Regions from separate parts of the Sus scrofa genome. Here region 1 is linked to region 2. A link is a contact called in public HiChIP or PLAC-seq data. All regions are on one chromosome and are shown on one strand. The core of a region is the stretch at or near the end of the contact, and the rest is flanking DNA. Distances in the headings are between cores, read along the strand shown. Region 1 overlaps IRAK2 (interleukin-1 receptor-associated kinase-like 2). Region 2 holds the start of VHL (von Hippel-Lindau disease tumor suppressor).

Evidence for each region. HiChIP or PLAC-seq counts read pairs in DNA pulled down with a chosen protein or histone mark.
Region 1: a contact with region 2 is called in an H3K27ac HiChIP or PLAC-seq map of alveolar macrophages. The contact joins the enhancer-like site here to the promoter of VHL in region 2. A contact is called at or near these places in 10 of 47 Hi-C or Micro-C datasets (adipose tissue, blood, embryonic fibroblasts and 4 more) and 1 of 2 datasets of contacts at active chromatin or transcription factors (alveolar macrophages).

Annotation. Positions count from the first base shown.
Region 1 is chr13:66,396,983-66,403,226 of Sscrofa11.1, reverse strand. It overlaps IRAK2 (interleukin-1 receptor-associated kinase-like 2), which reads right to left. Exons shown (of 13, transcript XM_021069319.1): 10 at 3,022-3,084. Among named protein-coding and RNA genes, the nearest start is that of TATDN2, 21 kb to the left of the region's middle. Within about 2 kb of position 4,371, at least 16 of the 83 cell types and tissues checked have an H3K27ac peak or open chromatin away from gene starts, as enhancers often do. A contact at or near this core is called in adipose tissue, alveolar macrophages, embryonic fibroblasts and 1 more, where this site is marked.
Region 2 is chr13:66,331,603-66,337,576 of Sscrofa11.1, reverse strand. VHL (von Hippel-Lindau disease tumor suppressor) reads right to left here and starts at 3,042. Exons shown (of 3, transcript XM_003483214.4): 1 at 2,689-3,042. The coding sequence starts at 2,986.

The sequences.
Region 1 (6,244 bases), core at 3,122-5,621, 64 kb before region 2:
CCAGGGAACTCCCTAAAATTTTTATTTTTATTTATTTTTGTCTTTTTAGGGCTGCACCCGCAGCATATGAATGTTCCCAGGCTAGGGGTCTAATCAGAGCTGTAGCTACTGGCCTACACCACAGCCACAGCAACGCATGATCCGAGCCGCATCTGCAACCTATACCACAGCTCATGGCAACGCTTGATCCTCAACCCACTGAGCGAGGCCAGGGATCGAACCTGCAACCTTGTGGTTCCTAGTCGGATTTGTTTCCGCTGAGCCACAACAGGAACTCCTAAAATTTTTAAATTAAACAGAAATTATTATAAAATCAATAATGTTATTAAAAACATTTTTTGTTAAAAACTAAAATAGAAGCAAGTTGACGTTTTAGGGCAAAAGTTAACCTTTTCCTTCATTTCAACTCTCCAAAGGTAATCCCTGCTGATAGTTTGGGTTACATTCTTTTAGACTTTGTGCTAAAAAAAATCCACAGTTGTAATTACTTTAGTTATATACAATAATGGCAAGCAATCCCCAAGAGCTATTAAAATAAGAGCAATAATAATAATAATAGCTATGGGGAATTTCCATGTGGCACAGCAGAAATGAATCTGACTAGGAACCACAAGGTTGTGGGTTCGATCCCTGGCCTCACTCAGTGGCTTAAGGATCTGGAGTTGCCTTGAGCTGTGGTGTGGGTCGCAGACGCAGATCAGATCCCACGTTGCTGTGGCTGTAGCGTAGGTTGGCAGCTGTAGCTCCAACTGGATCCCTAGCCTGGGAACCTCCATATGCCATGGGTGCAGCCCTAAAAAAAAGCAAAAAATAAATAATAAAAGCTACCACACAGAGTGCTAACCATGTTCTAGTGACTGTTTTGGCACTTCTCATATTTTTAATCTTCACTGAACCCTATGAGGTTAATCCGGTTATTAGCCCCAAATATATAAGAAAACATGCAATTTTTAAAATTCATTCATCTATTTATTACCAAAGATGGGATCACACTATACACTGTTCTTTTTTTCTTTTTCAGCAGCATATGGAAGTTCCCAGGCCAGGGGTCAAATCCAAGCCACATCTGCAACCTACACCACAGCTGTGGCAACACTGGATCCTTAACCCACCGTGCCAAGCTGGGGATCAAACCAGCAAGGCTACAAAGACAAGTCGGATCATTAACCCACTGTGCCACAGAGGGAACTCCCTGTTTTGTTTTGTTTTGTTTTGTTTTTTAAAAATAAGAATGTTTAAGTCAGCTTTATTTAGAATTGCCAGGACATGGAAGCAAGCCACTTATCTGGCAAGTGGTGAAGAGATAAACAAATGGTCAGACATCCATACAATGGAACACTCGCCAGCAGTAAAAGGAAGGGCCACTGATACACACAACATGGATGAACATCAAAGGCATCATGCCTTCAAGTGGAAGGAGCCCGAAAGCAACAGGCATGGGCTCTGTGATTCCACTTACACAACCCTCCAGAAGGGACAGAACTACACGGACAGAAACTAGATCAGGAGCTGCCAGGGGCTGGATGTGGGGAGAGAGCACTGAGTATAGAGGGGTATGAGGGAATTTTCTAGAATGACAGAAATATTCCATATCTTGACTCTGGTGATGGTTATGCCACTGTCTAGATTTGTCAAAACCATACCATCGTGTACATCTCGAAAGTGTGACTTACACCGTGACAGAAATGGACACGGGTCCACGCTGAGGCCTCCACACAAAGGTCGCAGCATTATTTGTAATGGTCAAACACCCCAAATGTCACCCACAGGTGAATGGACAAATTGGGGTATATCCATGAACCAGAACATCACTCAGGGCCCTGAGAAATGAACTCCTGACACACAGAGAGCACGGGTGCACCTCGAAAATGGCAACTTCTGTCCAGCTGTACAGTGATAGAAAGCAGACAGATGGCTACAGGGGACAGCTGGGGTGGGGAGGGCTGTGAGGGGAGGTGACAAAGGAAAAGAGGTAACTTCTTGGGTAGTAGTCATGGCCATTATCTTGTTGGGGTTCTGGGGGATTTTTTTGTTATTTCTTTCTGGCTGCAGTGCCATGGCTTGATGTGGGAGCTCAGTTCCCAGACCAGGGATTGAACCAGGGCTGCAGTGGTGAAAGCACCAAATTCTAATCCCTAGACCACCAGGGAGCTCCCATCACCATCTTGTTTTGGTGATGACATCACAAATATACATGTATGTCAAAATTTATCATATTATATACTTTATCCTCATTGTAAGTATTTACAAACATATTTATAAAGGTTTTTAAATTTTTTTATTTGTTTATTTATTTATTGTCTTTTTAGGGCAGCACCCATGGCACATGGAGTTTCCCAGGCTAGGGGTGGAATTAGAGCTGCAGCGGCTGGCCTACACCACAGCCACAGCCATGCCAGATCTGAGCCATATCTGTGACCTACACCATAACTCACGGCAGTGCTGGATCCTTAACCCACTGAGGAAAGCCAGGGATCAAACCTGGATCCCCATGGACATCAGTAGGGTTCACTACTGCTGAGCGATGACAGGAACTCCCATAAAGGTTTTTTTTTTATAAATAACTTCATGGTATTCCATGGTCTATATGATTATATAGTCTTTTTGGGGGTGGGGGGGACCCACTGCACATGGAAGTTCCCCGGCCAAGGACTATTACTACCTGCACCACAGCTGCAGCAACACCTTAACCTGCTGTGCCACATGGGAACTTCCAGAAGTTATTGTTTTTATTAAAGGGCTGAAATTAACTTTTACCAGTGTAAAGACAAACCCTATTTGATTGCCTGACATATAGAGAGAAAAAACAGATTTTCCCCAAACATTCTAAACTCCATTATCAAGAAAAAGTATTTACTGGTTGGCTCGCAAAGTGGGGAGGTTATCGCGACTTTGCACAGGGGCAAATCAAACCCTGGACCAGGCCTCATTGGCATCTGTAAAATGGGTACAGTAGAGGTCCCTGCCTGCCCACCCCTCCACCCTTCACAGCTTCGAACCACAAGCACTGGGTTGTCTTACCAAGTAAACCGGGCTTCGGGCGGTATCCACAGCAGGGATGCCAGTGAGCACCTCAGCTAACACCTGCAGAGAACACAGAGTCAGCATGGGGCAGACACCCATGCACAAGTTTAGATAGGAGATTCTGGCCCAGAGAGAGGCTTCCTCTTGGGAACAAAGCCTGAGCTCTAGGCCTGGCTCTCCCATTTGCCAGCATAGACATTTACCCAAAATCTGGAACATGGGAACATCACTAAATCCCTCTTCCAACTAAACATGCCACTCAGCTGACAGGAGAAGGTTTGAATTAATTGATAGCAAGGCACGGAGGATGAAAACCAAATGTGTGTGTATCAGATAGACAGATAAATACATCTCTCTCTCTCTCTTTATACACACACACACACACACACACACACACACATACACTATACATCTATCTATCTATCTAACTATATATACATACACCCACACTATAAAGATTTCATTTATTTATTTATTTATTTATTTATTTATTTATTGTCTTTTTGCCTTTTCTAGGGCTGCTTCCTGTGGCATATGGAGGTTCCCAGGCTGGGGGTCCAGTCGGAGCTGTAGCCATCAGCCTACACCAGAGCAACGCGGGATCCGAGCCGCATCTGCGACCTACACCACAGCTCATGGCAATGCCAGATCCTTAACCCACTGAGCGAGGCCAGGGATCGAACCCGCAACCTCATGGTTCCTAGTCAGATTCATTAACCGCTGCGCCACGACGGGAACCCCAAAGATGATTTCATTTAATACCCATCAGAAATGGTAGGCAGGCACTGCTATGTCAATCTCAGGAAAAGGAGGAACCACATGCAGATAAGCATTCTAGACAGAAAGTCTCAGCAACATCCACAGCATGTTTCACCCACAGGCTTTTGCTAACATCCTCCACTCGTTAATTCATCTGTTCCCAAAAAAAGCACAGCCCTGAGCCAGTGTGAGCCACCACAAAATCGACCAACTGTGATTTGTGTCTTAAACGGGAAACCTGCTTTGAACAGGAATTCTCAGCAGAGGTAACAGCATGCTGGCTAAGGAGTCTATAGTCAGGCCTGGGTTCAAATTCTCTGGGTCTTACATGCTTAGGTGATCTCTGGGCAACTAAAATCTGAGCCTGTAACCTTCTCTGGTAAATGGTGACCTAGCAGTTGTAAGTATGAGGGAGTGAGTACCCCATCTGTGGTGTCAAATCTCCCTCCCACAACTTCTCTCAAAGTCAGAAAATAGGTCACAGTACTGCTGAGAAATCCTCTGCCCTCAAAGGAAGGGCCTGCAGGGTAACTAACAGGCGGCAGTGGCCAGGAAAGGGCAGCAGAGGGCACCCTTGCAGTGGGCAGACGGGCCCTTGAAAAGGGACTCCTGACCAGCTCCTGCAAGGGAGGGGGAGCTAAGGGGAAAGAAACAAACATTTCCTCTGCCCCTTCCACATGGTAGGCCTTTGACAGACGTCATTTAGTGCTCATCAAAAAACCACAGAGAAGCACAGCGCTCTCCACAGAGGAACCAAAGTTCAAAATCACACCATCCATCAGTGGCAGAGCTGAGAAAAAGACTGAAGGGAGCCAGGAGGCACTCACTGAGTGAGTGAAAGAAGGAAAGAAGGAAGGAAGGAGGAACTCAAATGAGCTGATTTAAAAGGTCAAGATTGGGGAGTTCCCGTTGTAGCACAGTGGAAATGAATCCAACTAGTATCCATGAGGATGAGGGTTCAATCCATGGCCTTGCTCAGTAGGTCAGGGATCCAGGCTGCTGTGAGCTGTGGTGTAGGTCGCAAACATGGCTCGGATCCTGCGTTGCTATGGCTGTGTGCAGGCCAGTAGCTATAGCTCCGATTTGACCCCTATCCTGGGAACTTCCATATGCCACGGCCCTAAAAAAATGCAAAAAATAAAATAAATAAAAAATAAAAAGTCAAGAGTGAACAAAAATAAGGAGTGAGGGCATGAAGGTAGGAATAATTGCAATAACCACAATAATCATCATCTTGATCTATGCAAGGTACTCTGCTAACCAGTTTATATACATTACCTCCATATGTATCATTACCCCCATTTTACAGAGGATAAAACTGAGGCCCAGAATTATAGGTGATACCCTAGGTCACATAGCTGAAAGCAATTGCAACCCCGTGCACCTAAGTTCTTCTACACTATAGTGCCTGCATCCTTAGGGTCCAGTTCCCCTACTTCTCAAAGGAGCAGGAGCCTGGGCTGGCCTTACTGAACTCACCAAGCCCCTGGCAGTGGGGCTGGGGGAGGGTGGGGGCATTAGAGGGCAAGGAAATCAGAAGGCCCAATGGGCTAAAAGGCAGAGGGAAGCAGAATCTGGCATTGTTGGGCTGAGGGCAGAAGTGGCTCAGAGGAAGGGCATTAGTGGGAGAAGCAGAGGACAGGAGACCGTGGTCACAGAAAGGAAGTGGAGAGTTTGAGGCTGGAGAAGAGAAAAGGCAAAAGGTCCAAGACGCAGCTAGTGGCTCTTGGCAGAGGTCACTTTTCTCAGCCAGCATTTCCCAGGCTGGGATCTATGGGTCTCCGATGTTTAGAGATACGAAGAAAACAAGGTTCCATAGTCAAATGAATTTGGGAAACGCTACATATGTTTGCTGGGCTATGGTAAATTCAGTTACCAGGTTGAAGGCTCATTACCACATTAAAGGCTCTGATTTTGTGGTCACTTTCTTTTCTTCTGCTTAGCTTTGTTCAACCCAGCATTTCTCAAACCTATTTAAACATGTCAAAACCTCTTTTTTTTTTTTTTTTTGGCTGTATGTGCAGCATGTGCAAGTTCCCACGTTAGGGATTGAACTCACGCCAGGGCAGCGACCCAAGCCACTGCAGTGACAATCCGGATCCTCAACCTGCTGTGCCACAAGGGAACTCCCATTAAAATCTTTTAAACACATGTAACCTATCGAGTTCTCAGGGAACTTGTGTGCTATAGAAATTACTTTGGAGGTCTACACTCAGGCCATGAACTCGAGGGGGAGGGATTGTGTTTTAGTTACATTTACTTTCCAAGGGCGTGGCACACAGTAATGATGGATGGGGGTGGTGACAGGATGGAAGGGTGGATGGGTAGACAGACACCGAATGGATGGGTGGCTGCTGTGTGGCTGAACAGACAATTGGAGAGACAATTAGACGGCTCGATGGATGTGAACCAGGGAAGTCAGGAGATACCTGTAGCCTACCGGTATCTGGACATGTGTGAG
Region 2 (5,974 bases), core at 1,793-4,292:
GAGGAAAAAAGGTCTGAGAAAGCAAGGTGACTCCCTCAAGACAAAAGGACAGTAAGCAGAAGATCAAATACTTAAGTCTCCAAAACCCGCACCCTTTCTGCTACCATGGGGCAAAAGCACAGCCTGTGAACTGCAAATCACACCAATGCCGCAAACTAAAAGCAGAGAAAAGGTCATCAACTCCTCAGATCTGTGCTTCTCAAGAACAGGAAGGTACAAAAACATGAGGTTGAGAGAAAAAAGCCAGACAGAATAGGACACATTCTGCAGGAAGAGATCAAACTAGTCAATGGTGTGAAAAATCAGAAGAGTGTAAAGGGGCAGGAGGGAACTTTCTGGGATGGTGGAAAGATTCTATTCTGTAACTTGATCTAGGTGTTGTCAAAACCCATCAAACCCTAAGATCTGTGTATTTTACTATATGTAAATTACACCTGAATTTAAGAAACAAAACAAATATATCTTTTTTTTTTTTTTAAGGGCTGCAGCGGCATATGGAAGTTCCAGGCTAGGGGTCAAATCAGAGCTGCAACTGCCAGCCTATGCCACAGCAACTCAGGATCAAAGCTGTGTCTGCGACCTACACCACAGCTCATGGCAACACCAGATCCTTAACCCACTGAACAGGGCCAGGGATCGAACCCACATCTTCATGGATACTAGTCAGGTTCATTACCGCTGAGCCACAATGGGAACTCCCAAAACAAATACATCTTAAACAAAAAAAAAAAAAAAAAAAGGAGTTGTTCCCATCATGGCTGAGTGGTTAACAAACCCAACCAGTATCCATGAGGATGCAGATTCGATCCCTGGGTTAAGGATCTGGTGTTGCCATGAGCTGTGGTTTAGGTCCCAGATACGGTTCAGATCCTGCATTGCTGTGGCTGTGGTGTAGGCTGGCAGCTATAGCCCTGATTTGACCCCCTAGCCTGGGAACCTCCATTTGCTTGGGTGCAGCCCTAACAAGACAAAAAAAAAAGGAGAGTGAAAGGAGACAAATCCCCAGGACTAAGAGTCAGTTTAAGGAGGGAGGAGTTTGTCTCAGAATAAAAACAGTATGTGTTTCTAGGGCACAAACTTGCTTGAAGATTTGGTGGGAAAATTTAAGAAATGTAAAGTGGGAAGTTATTTTTTTTATTGAACTAAAATACACATAATATAAAACTATTTTAACCATCTTAAGTGTATAGTTTAGTAACATTAAGTACGTCTGCACGGGAAGTAATTTTTTTGAAATGTTTATATTAAATCAGGAACAAATAAATTTTGGAGAAGGATGCAAAATCCACAAAATTTCCTAGAAAAAATAGGAGACTACAGAAATGTTGATGCCTGGCACAACTGTGCTCTTCCTCATTTGATATTAAGGGAACTTTGATGTAAAAGTTTAAAGAGCATTACTAAGTACACCACCCTCAAGGAAAAAAAGATCCATGGAGATCCTGCAAGGGGAGTTCCCGTAGTGGCTCAGCAGAAACAAATCAGACCTGGAGTTCCCGGTTGTGGTGCAGTGGTTAATGAATCCGACTGGGAACCACGAGGTTGCAGGTTCGATCCCTGGCCTCGCTCAGTGGGTTAAGAATCCAGTGTTGCCGGGACCTGTGGTGTAGGTTGCAGAGGCAGCTCAGATCCCGAATTGCTGTGGGTGTGGTGCAGGCAGGTGGCTACAGCTCCAATTGGACCCCCAGCCTGAGAACCTCCATATGCCTCGGGTGCGACCCTAAAAAGACCAAAAAAAAAAAAAAAAAAAAAAATCTTGCAAGGAAGGTAGTGAAAATTAAGCAAGTATTAACTTCTCTTCTTGAAAGCCAAGGAAGATGACTGCCTCCTTGGGCAGTAAAGCCTAGATATCCCCCACCTGGGTTACTAGGACAGTTTCTTAACCTTTACCAGTAGTCTTTCCCCTCCAAACCACTTTGCCACCTGGTAAGCTTTTCAGTGTTATGTCTGGCAACGCCATTCCCTGCTTAAAACTTTCAATGGCCCCATTTCTCAGGGATAAAGTAAACTTTCAGGCTTCCTCTCCCACCATTCCATACCCTCTCCTCTCCCCAAGACCCCAGGTGGTAGGTTCACTCTGCCTATTACTCTCACCTCCTAACCCGGTTGGTTAGATCCCATTCAAACCCTGCAGAATTCTCTTTCTTCTCCGAAAGCGCACACCCCTCCCTTTCTCTGAGCTGGTGCCCCGCCGAACTCTGCTCCAACCACAACACTTAGGACACTGGCTAGTTCTTATCTATTTATGCATTTGTCTCGTCTACTGCACTGGACCATGTACTTCATGAACGCAGGGATCTGAGGCGGAGCTGGCCCACTGGGCACATCAGAGGATATGAGATTCTCCCCTTCACATACAGAACAAATGGGCGTCAGGGATGGAATACACATGTGGCCATCATCAAATGCAAATTATTCAGTTTTAGAACAATGGGCTGTCACGTACTGGCAGCGTCAACCTCTCTGGGGCCTCAGTTACTCAAGGGTAAAATGGGAATACTAACGACAATAGCATCTGCCTTCCCGGATCGGGAGGGGACTCGGTGAGACGTGCCACCGTTGGTTGCCGTTGTTATCAGGCCTGGAGCACTGGGCGCAGCTCAGCACGGGCGACGGCAGGCGCTCGCTGCCCACGGGGACAAAGCGGCGGCGCGGCCCGGCGCGACAGGACGACCCCGGCCAACCTACCTCGGTAACTGTGGATGCGGCGGCCCGTGCCGGGGGGGAGCGTCGGGTAGGGCTGCGGCTCGCCGTCGAAGTTGAGCCACACGGGCAGCACGACGCGCGGGCTGCGGTTGCAGAAGATGACCTGGGACGGCTCCCGCGAATTCACCGAGCGCAGCACAGGCCGGGACCGCCCGGCCTCCATCTCCTTGGCGCCCAGCTCTTTGGAGTCAGACTCTTCCGTGCCAGACTCGGCGCCCGCCTCCTCCGCGCCGGCCCGGGCCTCTTCCGCGTTCCCCGCCTTCCCAGCCTTCCGGGGCATTACGTCGGACAGCCTGGACTACCCGGGCCTCGCCGGGCGGGGCGGGGGCGGGGCGTGCGTGCGCGTCCCCGGGCCTGCGCGCTGTTTTCGCGCGCGCTCGATGGAGAGGGTGGGCTACACCCCCTAAGATGGCTGGTTTGAGGCTGCGCGCATGCGCAGGTGCATCCTCTAAGCAGGGGCCGAGACCTTGCTGAGGCCGAGGCTATCACTGGCTATCCGGATGCCCGGTTTCCCGTATAAGTTGGATTCATGTGCGACCCATACGTTTTTGGCACAGCGTTCTTTAGCTCCATTCATTCTCTTAAGACCTTCGTGGTTTTTGTTATATCCTGCCCAACATCTGCGCTGTTTAATAATTTTCTCATTGATCATTTTTCTCTTTTGTCTCCATTTTGGGTCACAAAATTCGAATTTTGCACAGAAAAGTAGAATAAAGTGAAAATTTAGCTATCATCCCACTTCCCCCAGCCGCCTAGAGGTCCCTGGAGGCAACAAATATCATCAGTTTTTTTGTTCTTCCCTTCCAAGTTGTTCTACACATACGCAAGCAATTAAACATGTTTAGGAATTTTTTTTTTTTTTTTTTTTCGCCACCTGGGCATGCAGTTCCTGGGCCAGAGATCAGATCTGAGCTGCAATTGCGACCTATACTGCGGGTGCAGCGACGCTGGATCCTTTAACCCACAAACCTGTGTCCTGGCGCTTCAGAGATGCTGCCAATCCTGTTAGGTCACAGTGGGAACTTCAAAAAGGAATTTAATATCACTACAGTCAATGGAAATTCATTTACTATAGAAGGGTACAGTGGAACTAATCTCAAAACAAGTTACCGGGTTTTATCTATTAAACAAACGTAAAGGCGCTGAGCCTGCACTCTTCTTAAACAGCCAGGCGTTAGATGTTAGATACTGAGTGTTTAGTTGTTAAGTCAATTTTTTTCTGGACATAATTAGAAAGATTAAAGGAAACTGAAAAGGGAATCATTTTCATAGTTCAGTCTCTGCACTCTGTAATTCGTACCCACCTGGGTTCTCATTCCAGGTTTAGCTTCAAGTATGTGATCTTATTGCAGAAACCCTGGCAGCGGAAGGAGACAAAGGGCACTTGGAGATGCAGACAAAAGAAGGGTTTATTCAGCCCCTGTGCAGGCTCAGAGGAGCTCAGGCTCCAGAGTCTGAGCACCAGGTCTTTGGTCTCAGCAGCTTTTATACAATACAGCGTCTTGTTCTTTCCATGTAAGCAGCCAGGGACCTCCCCTTTCCCCTAGCAGACAGTGTTCCTGCCTAAGAAACTGAGCAAGCAAGGTTGCAGAAGCAAAACTGATAAGCAATGCTTGGATCACTCACTATTAGCAGGGCTGCTAGCTTGGACATAGGGCATGAAGTTGCTACAGAATTACAAGAAGGATGGTATGAGGCCAGCATAGGTGAAAAGGCAGGGGTGTGTGTGGGGGGTGTCCCTTACTTAAAACTCTTACTTCAATCTTGGGCAAAACTCCTTAATTCTCTGAGACTTTAATTATTCATATTTGAAATTGGCATTTTTAAGAAGTACCTATGTCCTATAAGTATGAACTAAGTGGAAGTATTCAATGCCTAGCCCAAAGCAAGCAGCAAAAAGTGGCAGTTACTATTCATAAAGAGGAGTAAAGTACTGTCTCTACCCTCAAAATCTGCTGGGCTCCTGGGAAAGTATAGGACATGTAGATTGTTTTTAATTTTTTTATTGAAGTATAGATGTAGAACATGTTTTATTAATAGCTATAAAAGAACAGGTGGAAGGTGACTAGCTGAGCTGAAAAGAATTAGGTAGATCTTCCCCAGAGGGGTTAATGGCTGAGATGTACTTTGAATAAAAACTGAGTTTTGCCTTCCCAATTCCCATCGTACAAATACCCAGCCTGTGTGTCAGATCAGGGCCAAGGCCCATGAGGAGACTGGGCAGACCCCACAGTAGGCACTGATTCCCCAACCCAGTTTGTTTCTCATTGATTTTTTTTTTTCTTTTTAGAGCCACACCTGTGTCATATGGAAGTTCCCAGGCTAGGGGTTGATTCGGAGCTGTAGCTGAGGCCTACACCACATCCAGAGCAATGCCAGATTCGAGCCGTGTCTACGACCTACACCACGGCTCATGGTAACGCCAGATCCTTAACCCAATGAGTGAGGCCAGGGATTGAACCCATATCCTCATGGATACTAGTCAGGTTTGAAACCCGCTGGGCCACAGCAGGAAATCTGTTTCTCATTGATTTTATACTCACTGCCTCCAAGCCCAGGACTCTTACAGGCCTACCACTTACTGAAAACCCACCTGATGGCCCAAGCCAAGAAGGGACACATATTTATGACCATAGACCAGCACTATACCTAACAGAGCCCACAGACCTAACATTTAAAAGAAATATCAGGGGGAGTTCCCATTGTGGCTCAGCAGAAACTAATCTGAGTAGTATCCATGAGGATGCGGGTTTGATGCCTGGCCTCAATCAGTGGGTTAAGGATCTAGTGTTGCTATTAGCTGTGGTGGAAGTCTAAGGTGCAGCTCAGATCCTGAGTTGCTATGGCTGTGGTGTAGGCCAGCACCTACAGCTCCAATTCGACCCTAGCCTGGGAACTTCCATATACCTCAAGTGCAGCTCTAAAAAACAAACAAACAAAAAGAAAAAGAAAAAAGAAGAAGAAGAAAGAAAAGAAAAGAAAAAAGAAATAGCAGGCAGAATGGAACAGTTAGGCTTTTTTGTTTGTTTTTGGCTACACCCCTGGGCAGCTGTTCTCAATCAAATCCACAAGTAAAGGAGTTTAGAAATACAATTCTTGGAGTTCCCACTGTGGCACAGTGGGTTAAGAATCCAACTGCAACAGCTCAGGTTGCTGTGGAGGTGTGGGTTCCGATCCCCAGCCTGGTGCAGTGGGTTAAAGTATCTGGGGCTGCCACAGGTGTGGCAGAGGTTGCAGCAGCAGCTCAAAATCAATCTCTGGTTTGGAA